Linked DNA regions of Mus musculus: all the other regions are linked to region 4. A link is a contact called in public HiCAR-type and promoter capture Hi-C data. All regions are on one chromosome and are shown on one strand. Each heading gives the region's core, a stretch centred on a gene start, on an enhancer-like site or on the middle of the called end of the contact. The rest is flanking DNA. Distances are from core to core; before and after follow the strand shown. Region 1 holds the start of Map4k1 (mitogen-activated protein kinase kinase kinase kinase 1). Region 2 holds the start of Psmd8 (proteasome (prosome, macropain) 26S subunit, non-ATPase, 8). Region 3 overlaps Hnrnpul1 (heterogeneous nuclear ribonucleoprotein U-like 1). Region 4 holds the start of Map3k10 (mitogen-activated protein kinase kinase kinase 10). Region 5 holds the start of Tmem91 (transmembrane protein 91).

The links. Promoter capture Hi-C pulls out the DNA fragments that hold promoters and counts their contacts. HiCAR-type assays count read pairs that join an accessible place to other places.
Region 1: a contact with region 4 is called in a promoter capture Hi-C map of liver, with 2.3 times the contacts expected there. The contact joins the promoter of Map4k1 here to the promoter of Map3k10 in region 4. A contact is called at or near these places in 1 of 39 promoter capture datasets (liver) and 1 of 484 Hi-C or Micro-C datasets (CD4 T cells).
Region 2: a contact with region 4 is called in a promoter capture Hi-C map of liver, with 2.9 times the contacts expected there. The contact joins the promoter of Psmd8 here to the promoter of Map3k10 in region 4. A contact is called at or near these places in 1 of 39 promoter capture datasets (liver) and 1 of 9 other capture datasets (adipose tissue).
Region 3: a contact with region 4 is called in a promoter capture Hi-C map of pre-B cells, with 3 times the contacts expected there. The contact joins the enhancer-like site here to the promoter of Map3k10 in region 4. A contact is called at or near these places in 4 of 39 promoter capture datasets (cranial neural crest, liver and pre-B cells) and 1 of 115 datasets of contacts at active chromatin or transcription factors (embryonic forebrain).
Region 5: a contact with region 4 is called in a HiCAR-type map of astrocytes, with 5 times the contacts expected there. The contact joins the promoter of Tmem91 here to the promoter of Map3k10 in region 4. A contact is called at or near these places in 3 of 39 promoter capture datasets (cranial neural crest, frontonasal cranial neural crest and liver) and 2 of 115 datasets of contacts at active chromatin or transcription factors (astrocytes and stem cell-derived neural progenitor cells).

The regions. Positions count from the first base shown.
Region 1 is chr7:28,981,539-28,984,238 of GRCm38.p6, forward strand. Map4k1 (mitogen-activated protein kinase kinase kinase kinase 1) reads left to right here and starts at 1,316. Exons shown (of 32, transcript NM_008279.2): 1 at 1,316-1,516; 2 at 1,677-1,734; 3 at 1,852-1,942; 4 at 2,545-2,609. The coding sequence starts at 1,418. Eif3k (eukaryotic translation initiation factor 3, subunit K) reads right to left here and starts at 350. Exons shown (of 8, transcript NM_028659.3): 1 at 136-350. The coding sequence starts at 194.
Region 2 is chr7:29,179,383-29,182,082 of GRCm38.p6, forward strand. Psmd8 (proteasome (prosome, macropain) 26S subunit, non-ATPase, 8) reads right to left here and starts at 1,291. Exons shown (of 7, transcript NM_026545.3): 1 at 895-1,291. The coding sequence starts at 1,263. Catsperg1 (cation channel sperm associated auxiliary subunit gamma 1) reads right to left here. Exons shown (of 28, transcript NM_001368407.1): 27 at 2,651-2,700; 28 at 2,150-2,544. The coding sequence ends at 2,290.
Region 3 is chr7:25,730,457-25,733,156 of GRCm38.p6, forward strand. It overlaps Hnrnpul1 (heterogeneous nuclear ribonucleoprotein U-like 1), which reads right to left. Exons shown (of 15, transcript NM_144922.3): 10 at 2,560-2,688. Among named protein-coding and RNA genes, the nearest start is that of Ccdc97, 13 kb to the left of the region's middle. Within about 2 kb of position 1,390, at least 39 of the 459 cell types and tissues checked have an H3K27ac peak or open chromatin away from gene starts, as enhancers often do. A contact at or near this core is called in pre-B cells, where this site is marked.
Region 4 is chr7:27,673,291-27,675,990 of GRCm38.p6, forward strand. Map3k10 (mitogen-activated protein kinase kinase kinase 10) reads right to left here and starts at 1,291. Exons shown (of 10, transcript NM_001290528.1): 1 at 53-1,291. The coding sequence starts at 734. It also overlaps a transcript of Zfp607b not described here.
Region 5 is chr7:25,673,768-25,676,467 of GRCm38.p6, forward strand. Tmem91 (transmembrane protein 91) reads right to left here and starts at 1,399. Exons shown (of 4, transcript NM_177102.4): 1 at 1,269-1,399.

The sequences.
Region 1 (2,700 bases), core at 66-2,565, 1.3 Mb after region 4:
GGTAAAGTTGAGGGACGGAGAGAAACTTGGAGAAACTCCATCTCTGGAGGAGCGTGGAGCCCTGGCCACCCCTGGCTGGCTCCCCGTCTTCTCCACCCCGCTTGGCCAGAGAGCGCCCTTCAGCGGAATTCAGACCTGTCGATACCCTTGAGCAACTTGCCCACGTTCGCTCTCATCTGCTCAAACATCGCCATGATCACTGTTGCCTTCGGCAGCCTCAGCTGGAGTCGAACACCAGGCACGGTGCTTAGCACTAGAGGACCGGAAGAGAGGTGTAGGAAGCGGAACCTGCGTCACACCCTCCCTCCAGCTCCTACAAGGAAGGCAAAGGGAAAGGCGCTTTCAGCACCAGCGCCGGTTGTTTTTTTTTTTTTTTTTTTTTGTCTACCACGTGATTTCCTTCCAGCAGTTGTAACTTGCGCATGCGCAATGAGCTCACTTAAAAGAGACCAATAGCGTGAGAAAAGGTTTAGTCTGCCTTACTACGCAGGCGCCAGGAGGCGGGCTAAGCTTTTCCCGGGCCGCGCAAACTTAGTACTTAAGCTTCTGACGCGCGTGCGCTGGAGTTGTACGGGGAAAGGAGACTTTATTTTCTCTACGCATGCGTAGCCTTAAGCGTTTAGCCCCGTGAAGGGTTGCTGTTTCCTTTTCTTTGAGTTTAGTCGGGTGGGAGATGCTCTCTGAAGCCCTTCTTGTCTCCGACTTGGGTGCCTGAGACAGCATCTTGTATGTATCTTCACTTCCTCGCTGGTCCCCACTCGGTTCCGTACTGCTACAGTGCTGTTAGGAGGCCGGGAAGGCAAAAGACACCTGTAGTCTCCATCGGCTCTGCGTAGGGGCTACTAACAAGTGTTCCACGTCTGCCACAGATTCCCTACACGTTTGAAGCGTTGCACAGACATGTGCCATGCGGGCAGGTGCCCTGAGCTCAGCTGTCACTTAAGTCACATGCATGTGTCACGAGTAAACAGGTCTTCTGTGAAACCTAGCCAGCTTTGTGCAGACCTGCAACCTCTGGCTTGATTCCAGATCTTCAAGAACCCAGCAGAGGTTCAACCGTAACCTATGACTCCTCCCAAAATAGAGTGTTGGGGAGAGGGTGCTAGGTCAGCCCCAGGTTGCATTTAAGAACTTTTGCATCTTATTTACATAGTGTCCTTCAGTGGGTAAAGGGGAGTCCCATGGGTCCCAAGGCGATCAAACTCTCAGAACCCAGGGGACGGGGGTGGAGCCCTCTGTGCAGCCCTCTGCACAGCCCTGCAGCTGGGGCAGGAAGCGAGAGTGGGGAGGGGGAAGGCCACAGCCCACAGAGTCAAGGCGGGCCCAGGACTTGTGTGGAGACAGAAGGTAATACCAAAGCTTGAACCCTGAGGCCCTGTTGGCCCCCTGGGCACTGGCCCAGCCCCGGCCTCCAGGAATGGCCCTTGTGGACCCCGACATTTTTAATAAGGACCCTCGAGAACACTATGATCTACTGCAACGACTGGGTGGTGGAACTTATGGAGAAGTATTCAAGGTGAGAAAGCCCTTCTGTCTCCTCCACCACAACCCTGGGATAGTTGGGGAGAGGCTGGCAAGCAGGAGTGTAAGAGAATGCCAGGCCTTGGCCTTGGTTCAGAGATGCTGAGGATGGCAAGCTATGGAGTCTGCCTGATGACCAACTTCCCCTTTACAAGGCTCGCGACAAGGTGTCTAAGGACCTGGTGGCTTTGAAGATGGTGAAGATGGAGCCTGGTGAGAGCACCCCCAGAAACTTCTTCCCCATCCCCGCCCTTTCCTTCCTGGGATACAGGGACATTTCTGTAAGCCCCCGCTTGTAGCCCACCTTCGCTCTCCGGCCCCTCCCCACAGATGATGACGTCGCCACCCTTCAGAAGGAGATTCTCATGCTGAAAACTTGCCGGCACGCCAACATCGTGGCTTACCATGGCAGTTACCTCTGGTGATGTCTTAGCCCATCCCCCAACCCCAGCCCCTTAACTCTGACCAGGTCTCCACTCCTAAACTACCATTTGTGACCCAGATACCCTAACTTGACTTCCAACCTGAGGACTTTCACTTTTAATTGGGGCATCCCAGTCTGATTCCCAATCTGAAATTCTGCCTTTCTTACTGAGTGCCTGCTAATTTTTAAGGGCTAATCTAGAACCCTCCTCGTTGTTGTAATCAAATCTCTCACTAGTCTGCTCCCTGCATCACCCATTTTTATTCTGCTTCTTTAATTTGAGCTCTCAAATTTCTTGGCTCCCAAGATAATATCTCAGCTGCCTCAATAATGGCATCTTTTCCTCAAACCCGGGATTCTTTGTCTTGTCTGCTTCGCCATGGGTTCTCTGCCCTGTCCCCTAAATTACCTTGGGGTGGCAGTGGGGTGCTCTTGGGTTGGAACCCAAAGACCTAAAAATTGCTCTGGAATACACACTTCCTGGCTATCCTCAGCCTCTGCTGTCATGGGAACAGGACACTGTGTGGTGGGCGGGGGAGTGAGATAGCCCCGGGAGGTCTCACTACCATTGTAATCCCTGCTCTCTTGACGCCCTATAGGCTGCAGAAGCTGTGGATCTGCATGGAATTCTGTGGAGCTGGTTCTCTCCAGGACATCTACCAAGGTTAGAAGGACAAGGGGACAGAGGCCCCCTTCCACCACCAGTCCACCTCTCCTGTCTCTCTCTGTGCTTGTATCCTGGAAGCTGACTTCCC
Region 2 (2,700 bases), core at 41-2,540, 1.5 Mb after region 4:
GGAGCGTACCAATTGGATTACCTCATCTTACAAATATTAGTAACTCCACTGAGAAACACGAGGCACTTGGTGCCTGACCCAGGGGGATCATGGGGTAGGGAGACGCCCATGACCTCAATTCTTCCTGTTGCTATATTTAGCTTGTTTTAGGTTTCTCTCTTGTTTAAGACAGCATCTCCCCAGGCAGGCCAATCTAGTCTAGAACTGGAGAGCCTGGTGTGAGCCTCTCGAGTGCTAGGATTACAAGTGTGGGACATCGTGTTCAGCCATTATATGCAGGTCTGGGAAGACCTCCACCACAGTGTGCCCGAGAAGGGGTAACAAGGAATGTGGGGCATTCCTTTTCCCTCCCCCCCCAGTCCATCCCAGACACCATTCCTTAGTAAACTTGGGAACCTAACACATATTTTGTTGTTGTTTACTTATTATTATTATATATATATTTTGAGACGAAGTCTATGTAGCCCAGCCTCCTCAAACTCGCTATTGAAGACCAGACTGGCCTTCTATCCGCCTGAGTGTGTTTACAACCGAAACGTGTGCTCTTCTAGGTTCGTTTTTGGCTTCAAACTGTTCCTGTTGCCCCTCTTCACACAGGTGTTTCCTAACCTCTGCTCCCTCACAGCTTACCTGGGCTTTATTTGCCACACATTCCCTCAACGTCCCGTCACCTCAGACTTATTCTTTTCACTATCTCCCCGTTTGTCACTGATCCCACTCCTTCCTGCCTCCCTCCAAGTAACAAAGCTCGAACCATCTCATTCGATTCTGCCAGAACCAATCTTTCCATCATCACTCCCTTAACGACACCTCAGGGCCCGCTCTACCAGCCTCGATCTCCCGTCTGTCACCTTCCCCCAGGCATTAGGCATCTAGGACCCGGCGACCTCTTACCTTCAGGCGGCCCAGTTCTTCTCCACATTTACTAAGGTTCGGGTTCTTCCGGTTCCACTCGTCCTTGAGTTGCTCGTACATGCCGGCCGCTGCCTGCAGGATCCCGACCGAGGTGGCCGCGGGTCCGGAGCTCGAGACGGTGGTCGACCCGTTCACCGTAGCCGCTGTGGCCGCCATCTTCCGTGATGCGGCAAGCCGCCGACCCGACTTACGGCAGCGACGCCGGGCAATGGACTCCCGGCGGAAATGAGGCCGGGAGGTGGAGCCCAAAACTGGAGGCGGAGCTACCACTGCCAGTTTCCGCCCCCCGCGGGAGGAGCGCCGCGGCTCTCCTCGGGGTGTCTTCGCAGCCCGACCCTTAATGAACATGCCGCAGCTCCGCCTCTGCTGTCATTCAAAATGGCGAACGGAAGTCCGTTCGCTCCAACTGAAAACAATGCCCACAATGTCCCGCCCACCTGTAGTCACCATGGCCACCCTCGCTGGCTTCGGCCTGTGGAATGTCCATCTTAAGGGTACCGCCTCTACGTCAAGGGGTGGCGATGTGGAGCCATTTGGAAAACTTGTCAGGTGTCACTACATAGGCAGGCTGAGAGAGGACTAGCAGGTGAGATTTAAGATTAGGCGTTCGTGTTTATCAGAGCATCATTCTTCCACGTTTTTTTCAGACTCTTTAAAAAGATTTATTTATTCATTTTATGTATATAAGTACACTGTGGCTGTCTTCAGACACCCCAGAAGAGGGTATTTGATCCCTTTATGGATGGTTGTGAGCCACCATGTGGTTGCTGGGAATTTTAGTCAGGGCTTCTGGAAGAGCAGTCAGTGCTCTTAACCACTGAGCCATTTCTCTTATTTTCTCTTATTCCATTTTTTTCTTATTTTTGAAATTAAAATAGAATTACAGACCGAGCTTTGTGGTTCACGCTTTTAATCCCAGCACTTGGGATGCAGAGGCAGGCGGATCTCTGAGTTCCAGGCCAGCCTGGCCTACAGGCATGCGTGTGTGTGTGTGTGTGTGTGTGTGTGTGTGTGCGTGCATGTGCCCATGTTGAGGTCAGAGGACAGCTTCACAGAGTCGGCTCTCTCTTTAGATCTCATGAGGCCTGGGGATCAAACCCAGGTTGTCAGGCTTGAGAGCTCCTTTATCTGCTGTGCCATCTTGAAAATAAAAGATTCTGACATCATTCTGACAGTTAACTACAGCTGTGCTGGTACAAACCAAGCGGACGTGAGCCTTTCTGAGGACTCGGGACTGATTCTGCAAGGAGGCTTTATTAGGGTCTGAATGAGACATGAGCATTCTAGCCAACCAGAAAGTCCTGGGGAGGTGGCAGGCTGCATTCCCATGAGGAGAGGCCTAAGGGTTCATGAGGAAGAGTACAGACCAGGGACTCAGGCCACCTTTGCTCTCTTAGCTTGAACATTGTCCTCTTTGGTACCTGGTCTGGAGGGACCCTCAAAACTTCCCTCTGAGCTGTGAGAATGGAGGGTGAAGCCCCCAGAAGAGGAGGAAGATGAATAGGTCTCTGGTGCCATCATGTTGTGAATCTTCCAGCGAAATGAGACCCAGGCCTTCACTATGTGAGGCCACACGAGGCAGAACAGGATGTAGAAGACAACCAGGGCTATAAAGAAGCTGGTAGACACCTGCAAGCCCAGTACAACAGTCACAAGGGGTCGGGGTTGGGGTTGGGGTATAGTAGTAGGTGAACCCCCTGCCCACCCAGTAAGGAAGCCTTTGGCTGCCACTCACCATAACAATGAAGGAGGACCGCTTGCTGCTGAGCGGTAGCCCATGGATGT
Region 3 (2,700 bases), core at 140-2,639, 1.9 Mb before region 4:
TGAGGCCAAGTAAGCAAAGTTGTATGCAGCCAACTGACTGACCAATGCTCTTCCTGGCCTATAGACTATAACCTCCAGCTCCAGATGGTTTGGGCAACTTTGTTGTCTCTTAGAACACACAGTTCCTGTTGAACACCCTGTTTCGAATCCCTATGATAGCCTAAAGACAGGCTAGAAACCTCATCCTAGGGTTGCCTGGCTAGGGGCTTGGCAAAGGTAGAATCTTGGCTGCCCAGCCTCAGCAGGGTTGTAGAGATGAATTATCTTCCAAGGACAGGTATGTCTGAGGTTGACACATAATAGGTACAGAAGAGCTAACTACAGGGAATATGACCTGGGCTGAGATTCTGCGACTATGGGAACACAGCATGCAGTGCTAGTCTCTTTCAAAGATCTACCCTGCCCACGAGACAGCTACGCATTATCAAAGTAATCCTCACAACCACGGCTAATGGTCGTGTCAAGATGTGCTCCAAACCTTTGCCTACATTCATTCATACAACAAATTTTTCATAATTAAATTTTCTGGAACAAACTTTTTGGAGTTTTGGCTAAAACAAGAAAAGCCGCCGGGCGTGGTGGCGCATGCCTTTAATCCCAGCACTTGGGAGGCAGAGGCAGGCGGATTTCTGAGTTCGAGGCCAGCCTGGTCTACAAAGTGAGTTCCAGGATAGCCAGGGCTACACAGAGAAACCCTGTCTCAAAAAACCAAAAAAAAAAAAAAAAAAAAAAAAGAAAAGCCACTGGCTTAAAACCTCTTTATTGGCCTCACTGACCTAGAGCTTCAGCCCCTGGCTCTAGCCTTGGGTTAACTAGAGGACTGTGTTCTTTACTTTGGAGGGCAGGAGCCTTTGCATTATGGTTGGTTTGGATCATATGGCCTGATCTGCATCCCTTCTGCGAGGTCAGCAGGCTGGAGACCACAGGCGATCTGTGCGACTTAGGCCTAACTCCAGCTCCAAACAAGGATGTAGCAGCTAAGAAGGCTGCATTAGTTCTACTTTGTGCCTGCCTGAACTGCAGGACAGAAATGGCACATGGCATGCTCTCACCGTGACTTCCACTGTTGGGCTAATTTGGGCAGCAATGTGAGTAAAGGTCAGGCAGGGAATTCTTTCTGGGGAGAGCAAAAGAGGAACCTCAGGGCATAAACATCATGGCTCAGCCTCTTAGAAGTCCAGTGGGACAGACAGACTAAAATTCCGAAAAGGTCTAACAAAGAGAATAGGGCAGAGTGAGGTGGGGAGCAGTGAATATAAAGCTTGATTGGGAGAACTTATCTAGCATAAGTAAGGTCCTAGACTTGACTGCCAGTACAAGAAGCCAACTAAGCATGTCTAGAGAGAAGGCTGAGTAGTAGACCCCTTACTGTCAGGGCTGAGCTAAAGGAAAACCACAGAGCGCTTACAAACTGTCGTCAACTGGCCTGTGCAGGATCTTCAATTCATGTGAGGACAACATGTTTCCTGGAGACTTCCTTTCCACTCAGCCAGCCACCAATGCTAGTTACCAGCTCCCTTTTCATCAGGCTTTAAGCCATGGTTCCAAGTAGTCAGTGCCACACACAGAAAGCACTTTAGCCAGGTTACACGATGGGGCTTTATAGGGTTTATCTGTATGCTTATAGGGTCCTAAGAAAGCGTGCATGTAAGGCTGAACCAGAGAACCCACAACAAGTAAACACACGCTGCTGCAACTCAATGGAGCCTACACAACAAATGCAAATAAAATGCTGTGTGGGTAACAAACATGTGGAACCCACCAGTGACAGCGATTCTAAGCTCTGCTTAGCCCACTCATTCTTTTGACAATGCTGAAAACCATACACAGTGTTTTGACTCCAATTCAAAACTGACTGAACCCCACCCCTAATTGAAATGTAAACATGTGCCACATACTCCTAAGGATGTGCCCAGAGAAGCTAGAGTACCTTTACTCTGCAGCGTGTAACGATATCCACACCAGCTGTTCTGAACTCGGTCCTATGGAGGCACGAGGGGCCTTAAGCTCCATTTTGCAAACTAGGATGCTGAGATTCATTCACATGATCAAGTTGGCTGTCCACAAATGATAGCTAGCAAGCAGTAGAGTTGGGGTTCAAGCCTGTGAGACTTAGAAATCTTTGGTTCTTGAGACTGGAGAAATAGCTCAGTGGTTAAAAGTACTAGCTGCTTTCCCAGAAGACCACTCCCAGAACCCATATACATGGCAGCTTACAAAAGTGTAACTCCAGTACCAAAGATCTGATGCCCTCTTCTGGTTTTTGTGAATCAGGCACACATGCAGCAAACTGGTATGTAGGCAAAACACCTACACACAAAGAAATCTATTCCTCTTTCATGTGGCTATGTGACTCTTGCCTAAAAATGAGTGAGCCGGTAGGTCTGGGTCAGAAAGTGGCATGAAGGGGCTATTGCTATCCTCACAAATGGTGCGCCCTTGACCAGCACAGCTGCTACAGAGCACGATGGAGAATTGAGAAAAGGGCTTGGAGGGGATCCCCATGCAGTGACTACGTTTCCACCCCTCTGCCAAGGACCACTAGTTGGTTGCAAGTACCTGATCTAGGATATAGTTTCGCTTCTTTCGGGCAGCGATCTGAATAAGACGGTTGAGGCACTGAGTGGCCTGCTGGATCAGGACATCCCAGCGACCAGCATAGTTCCGCTGCCTCCGCAGGCCCATCACCTGTGGGTGAGA
Region 4 (2,700 bases), core at 41-2,540:
TTGGCCTCATAAGATTCAGCGGAAGAGTTTTGGGAGAGAGGATACCACTTACTGTTGATGGACTTGAGGTCCCGGTGAATGATGGGCACAGGGGCATCATTGTGTAGATAGTTCATGCCCCGAGCCACCTGCACAGCCCAGTTGACCAGCACATGAGGGGGGACCCGGCGACCTGCCAGTACCCTGCTCAATGCACCTCCCCGAGCATATTCCATCACCAGGCAGAGGTTTGGGGGGCTGAGGCAGGCGCCCCTCAGGGCAATGATGTTGGGGTGCTGCAGGGCTCCAAAGAGCCGGGCCTCCTGGCGGACCTGCTCCGCTGTCACTGCCGGGTCCCGTTCAGGGTCCAGCCGAGCGGCCTTGACCGCTACTTCCTCTCCACGCCATACGGCGCGATAGACTTTGCCAAAGCCCCCGACACCGATGATCTCCTCCAGCTGCAGCTCGTGGAAGGGGATCTCCTGTGGCAGCTGGAGGTCTGAGGGTGCGGCGGGTGCAGCGGGGGCCACGTAGTTGCTGGGGAAGACGCCCACACGGCCGCTGGGCAGCTGCCCTGTCCACCAGCCCTCATCTCCAGACACCGCACAGTCCTGGGAAAGCACCTGGACGCGGTCGCCTCTCCGCAGGGTCAGCTCCTCGTCGCCCACCGCCTCGTAGTCGAACACGGCGGTCCACACTGGCCCCGCGGGGGTCGCGCCCCACTCTCTGGCCGCCGCCCCCTCCTCCTCCTCCATGGGGGAGGGGCCGGGGGCTGCGGGAGGCCGCTTCACGCAGGCTGCCCGCGGAATGCTGAGCGCGGGGCCGGGAGGCCGGGATGGGAGACAGTCCCTGCGGACCCCGGGGGGCTCCTGGGGACCATAGCTGGGGGAGGGGCCTCCGCTGGAGCGAAGGAATTAAAAAGAAAAAAAACCCCAAAAACCTAAAAAACACCTTTTTCAAACGATAGGACCGATCCCTCGGATTTGGCTGTGCAGGAGAGGCGTTAGGTTCACCTGTCCCCAACGATGTCAGGGCGCAGGGAGGGCCGGGTCGAGCGGGGCCCGCCGGCGGAGGCCGAGGCCGAGGGCAGCAAGCGGCCGCCCCTCCCCGCGCCTCTCACCCCGCGCAGCTCCACCGGCGGCCCCCGGCTCCGCATCCTCAGCCACGACCGCAGGGCCGGGCAGGGATGGCGGCGCCCCGGGGGCGGCCGCCCCGGGATGGGGTGGCGCGCCCCTCGGCCTCCTCACGCGAGGAACGCGTGGGCGGCCCCCATCCTCCTCAGCCGGCTCCTGGTCGGCCCCCTAAGTCCCTCTCCCCGCCGGGGCTCTTGGCGGTGTCCAGTGACGTGTTTATGCTGCCGCCGCGATGCCGCCTGGGAGTTGTAGTCCCAAGCTGCGAGGCCTTGGGTTCGTCCCAGGCTACATGAGCCCTGGTCCTTAGGCCCTATCTCCTATCAGGGCGAATGAACCAACGCTTTCTACAAGCCCTGCAGGAGACCCGTTCATGTTGGAGTTCACGGTAACTGACTCATTTAGCCAAGGGAAACATAGGAGCTGAATGAATGGAGATTACGGACCGATACTCCTAAAGCGGTTCGGACAAGGTTCGCAGGATAGTCTCTAGGGTCCCTGGCTGGAAGTGCATGCTGGGAAATGTAGTTCGTTCGTGGACCATTGCGCTCCTTGAACCACCTGCTTCAGAGAGCAATGGGTGACTGGAGCAAGTTAACGCACAGACTTGTGCTGCCTCTTTGGGCAGGAGCAGGCTGGAGGGCGAAGTGTACTGTCTCGAAGATTTCATAGCCAGATTTGCTTGCCTCACCAGCTATGGGATCACTGGCATCTGCAGTAAGAACTTGTCTATACTCTTCTGCCTCCTATAATGAGCTTCAGTTTGGAGAGAGGGGGCTGAAAGGAGGGGTTTCCGGGGGTGGGGGCTTTGCTCAGATGATGTCATTAAATCTTCACGAAGAGCCTCATTTACAGGTGACTCAGAGAAACAAACTCACTTTGTTCAAGATTGCTAAATTATAAATGGCAAAGCAAGAGTCAAGGGCAGTTTAAAAGAAATTGAAAAATTGAAAAACAAACACTGTCAGTGATCGTATTTTTAAATTGTGTGTGTGTGTGTGTGCGCGCGCGCGTGCGTGCGTGCACGCACCCAAAGAGGGCGTTGGATCTCCTGGAAACTTCAGTCACAGGCGGTTGTGAGCCACCCCATGTGGGTGCTGGGGACCCAAATTCAGGTTCTCCGCAAAAGCAGCATATGCCCTTTAGAGCTGACCCATCTTTGCCCCCTACGGTAACTAAGATTCTGGTTGAGTTTATTTGTGGGACAGGCAAAGAACTGACTGAGAGGGACAAAGGTGTGCGTGTGTGGAGCTTTATTGAGGCAAGCTGACAATCGCTGAGTTGGGAGTCGTTACAAGGGCTCTGTGTTTAGCATTTTATAAGACTTATGGGTCCTCTCATCTTAACATTTTGCCTAGGCATTTGTCCTTCTAACCTTTCTCTAAGGAAGGAAACAACCCTGGCAGGAAGGCCGTTTCTCTACCTGCCTATATATTTTTCTAACTTATCCTCAGCACCATGTTTTTAGAATGCTGCCTTTCTATGTATAGAATGCAGAAGGTGAGTCCTGTATAACGTCAGTGGCTTGTCCAAGAACTATAAACGTCAGGGGGTAGAATCCTGGGTCTTTCCAGTTTGGTGATCCTAAATG
Region 5 (2,700 bases), core at 149-2,648, 2.0 Mb before region 4:
ACTTTACAGATAGAAAAACAGATTTTGAGAATAGAAAGGAGGTTGCCTAGTTCATACACTATTCTGGGCCCCAGGTGATCAATTCTGGGATTAGATAGATAGATAGAGATGTGTGTGTGTGTGTATATACATATACACACATAAAGGTATTTAGGGCTGGAGAAATGTCATTTAAGAGCACTGGCTACTCTTCCAGAGGGCTCAGGTTCAATTCCTAACACCCACATGGTAGCTCACAACTGTCCAGTTCCAGGGATCCAACACCCTCACACAGACATACATGCAGGCAAAACACCAATGCACATAAAATAAAAATAAATCATTTTTAAAAAGTATGTACCACTGGGCAGTTGTGGCATGCACCTTTAATCCTAGCACTTAGGAGGCAGAGGAACGCGAGTCTCTGTAAGCTCAGAACAGCCTGGTCTACAAGGCAAGTTCTAGGACAGCCAAGGACATACAGAGAAATCCTGTCTCGAGAAACCAAAAAATATGTAGTAAAAATACCTGTTGCACAATCATTGTAAACCACGTCTTACACACGTTTGTCCCATGAGTCCTCTACACACACACACACACACACACTTCCATCTCCAGGTTCACAGGTCCGCAGCCTTCCCCCTATAATGCACACATCCATCCCTCATCCCCAGTCACATATGAGCTCCACCCTAGTTCACACACCCCTAGCCCTCACTCACACTCAGTTCCCAGGGCCACTGTCACCCATCCCTTTTGAAGGTAAACCCACCCACACCCTGGCTCTGCCAAAGGTCTCCTTAAGCACATGCTGCAAAATTACAGCGACTCCCCTCAAAAACATGTCTGAGGCCGGCAGCGTTCTTACGTATCCTGTGTATCCCTGAGCCACCTTGCAGTCCTCACCGTTGTTGCATCTGAAACCGCAAACACCCTCACCATGCAGAAATCGCCACTGCTACGTTTCTCAGGTCTCATCCCTTCCATTGCACACCTGTCCAGCTCAACCGGTGTCGCACCTTGCCCCACACATCTCCCCACTGGCCGGCCTGTCGCCTTAGCTCTTCAGCATATGTACTGTTCACACTCAGCCAGAAAGATCCTTCTCATTCTATGATTCCCCCGCCCCAGGTCATTCCAAATCTAGCGCAGGTCCCCCGCCAAAGGTTCGCCTCCATCCTTTTCTCGCCCCCGCAACACCAGGACCCTGGGGGAGGAGCAATGTCCCCATCTATTCTCACCGCCCACGGTCAAGCGCCGGACATGGTTGGGTCTTGCAGGGCACCCACCTTGCCCTGCCGCCCAGAGATGGGCAAACCTGAACCCAGAGATCGGGCGTCCGGGCTACCCCGTACAGGGTCTGAATGCTGCTGAGCTGCGCTTGGGTCTCTGCGCCCCAGCCCCGCAGCGAGCTGGGGAGGAGAGAGGCGGGGCAATAGCTCCAGACTCCGCCCCTCCGCAGCGACCCGGGAGGGGGCCTCCGATTCTGGGGGTCCCAGAGCCAGCAGCTTCTCCCTTAAAGAGGCTGAAACCTGATGGTTGGAACATGGCTGGACCCCACATTACTCACCCAAAATGATGGCTCAACAATAATAATAACATCGACTACAGCTTTGTGCCTTATTCTAAGAGGTGCTTTAAATATACACAGCCACAGAACAATTCTAAGTAGCATGGTATATGGTCTTTTTTTACCCGGCAGCAAAGAGGCACAGAGAGGTGAAGTAACTGGTCTGAGAACACAGCTTGTTCAATGAGTGCGGATGCTACCCCTTGCCGGGTCCTGGTTGCATTCCCTTTAATTTGCAGATGAGGAAACTGAGGCCAGGACACTGGCTCCTGTGTTGACATAAACAAATGGGACCAGTGCCAACAGACTGTAACCCACAGCAGAATCCCCAGGGGGAGGGAAGAAGCTGAGGTAGGAAGGTTGAGCGAAGCTTCCAAGGACAGAGGCCGAGGAATGGTCTAGGATGGGATGCTATAAGCATCCTTCAGTGACGTTGGTGGTTGGTGGTGTCCAGGGTTGGGCTCTCTGCATACAGCTCCTTTGCAGGCATTCCAAGGCACTCGATGTGTGAACTTTGGACCATAGATAGTGTCATCTCTCTCTAAACCGAATTCCTTCATCTGGAAACTCGGGACATATGCCCATCCTCCTAGATGTGATAACAATTAAACATTTTTTTATGCCGAGTGTGGTGGCACACGCCTTTAATCCCAGCACTCGGGAGGCAGAGGCAGGCGGATTTCTGAGTTTGAGGCCAGCCTGGTCTACAAAGTGAGTTCCAGGACAGCCAGGGCTACACAGAGAAACCCTGTCTCCAAAAACAAAAACAAAAAAATTTTTATATTACATTTATTTCTTTTGTGTGGTGCACACATGCTATGTAGAGCAAGCATGTGTAGAAGTCAGTGGATGAATTGTAGGAGTTGGTTCTTTTCTTCCACCAGATATGTTCCTGGGATCCAACATAGATTATCAGGATTAGCAGCAAGCCCCCCTTTCCTCTGAGTCATTTCCACAGCCCGACATATGGATTTTAACTTAGATGTGACAACAAATGCCCACACATTTACCCAAAGTCTGGCAAAGTAAGCGCAGTGAACACATGTAATGTGTTTATCAATTTTATGATTTATAATACGTGTCCGTTCAACTGAAGAACGCTCCTGGCCCTCCAAGACATCCCCTCCTTCAGGAAGCCCACCCAGTTTGCA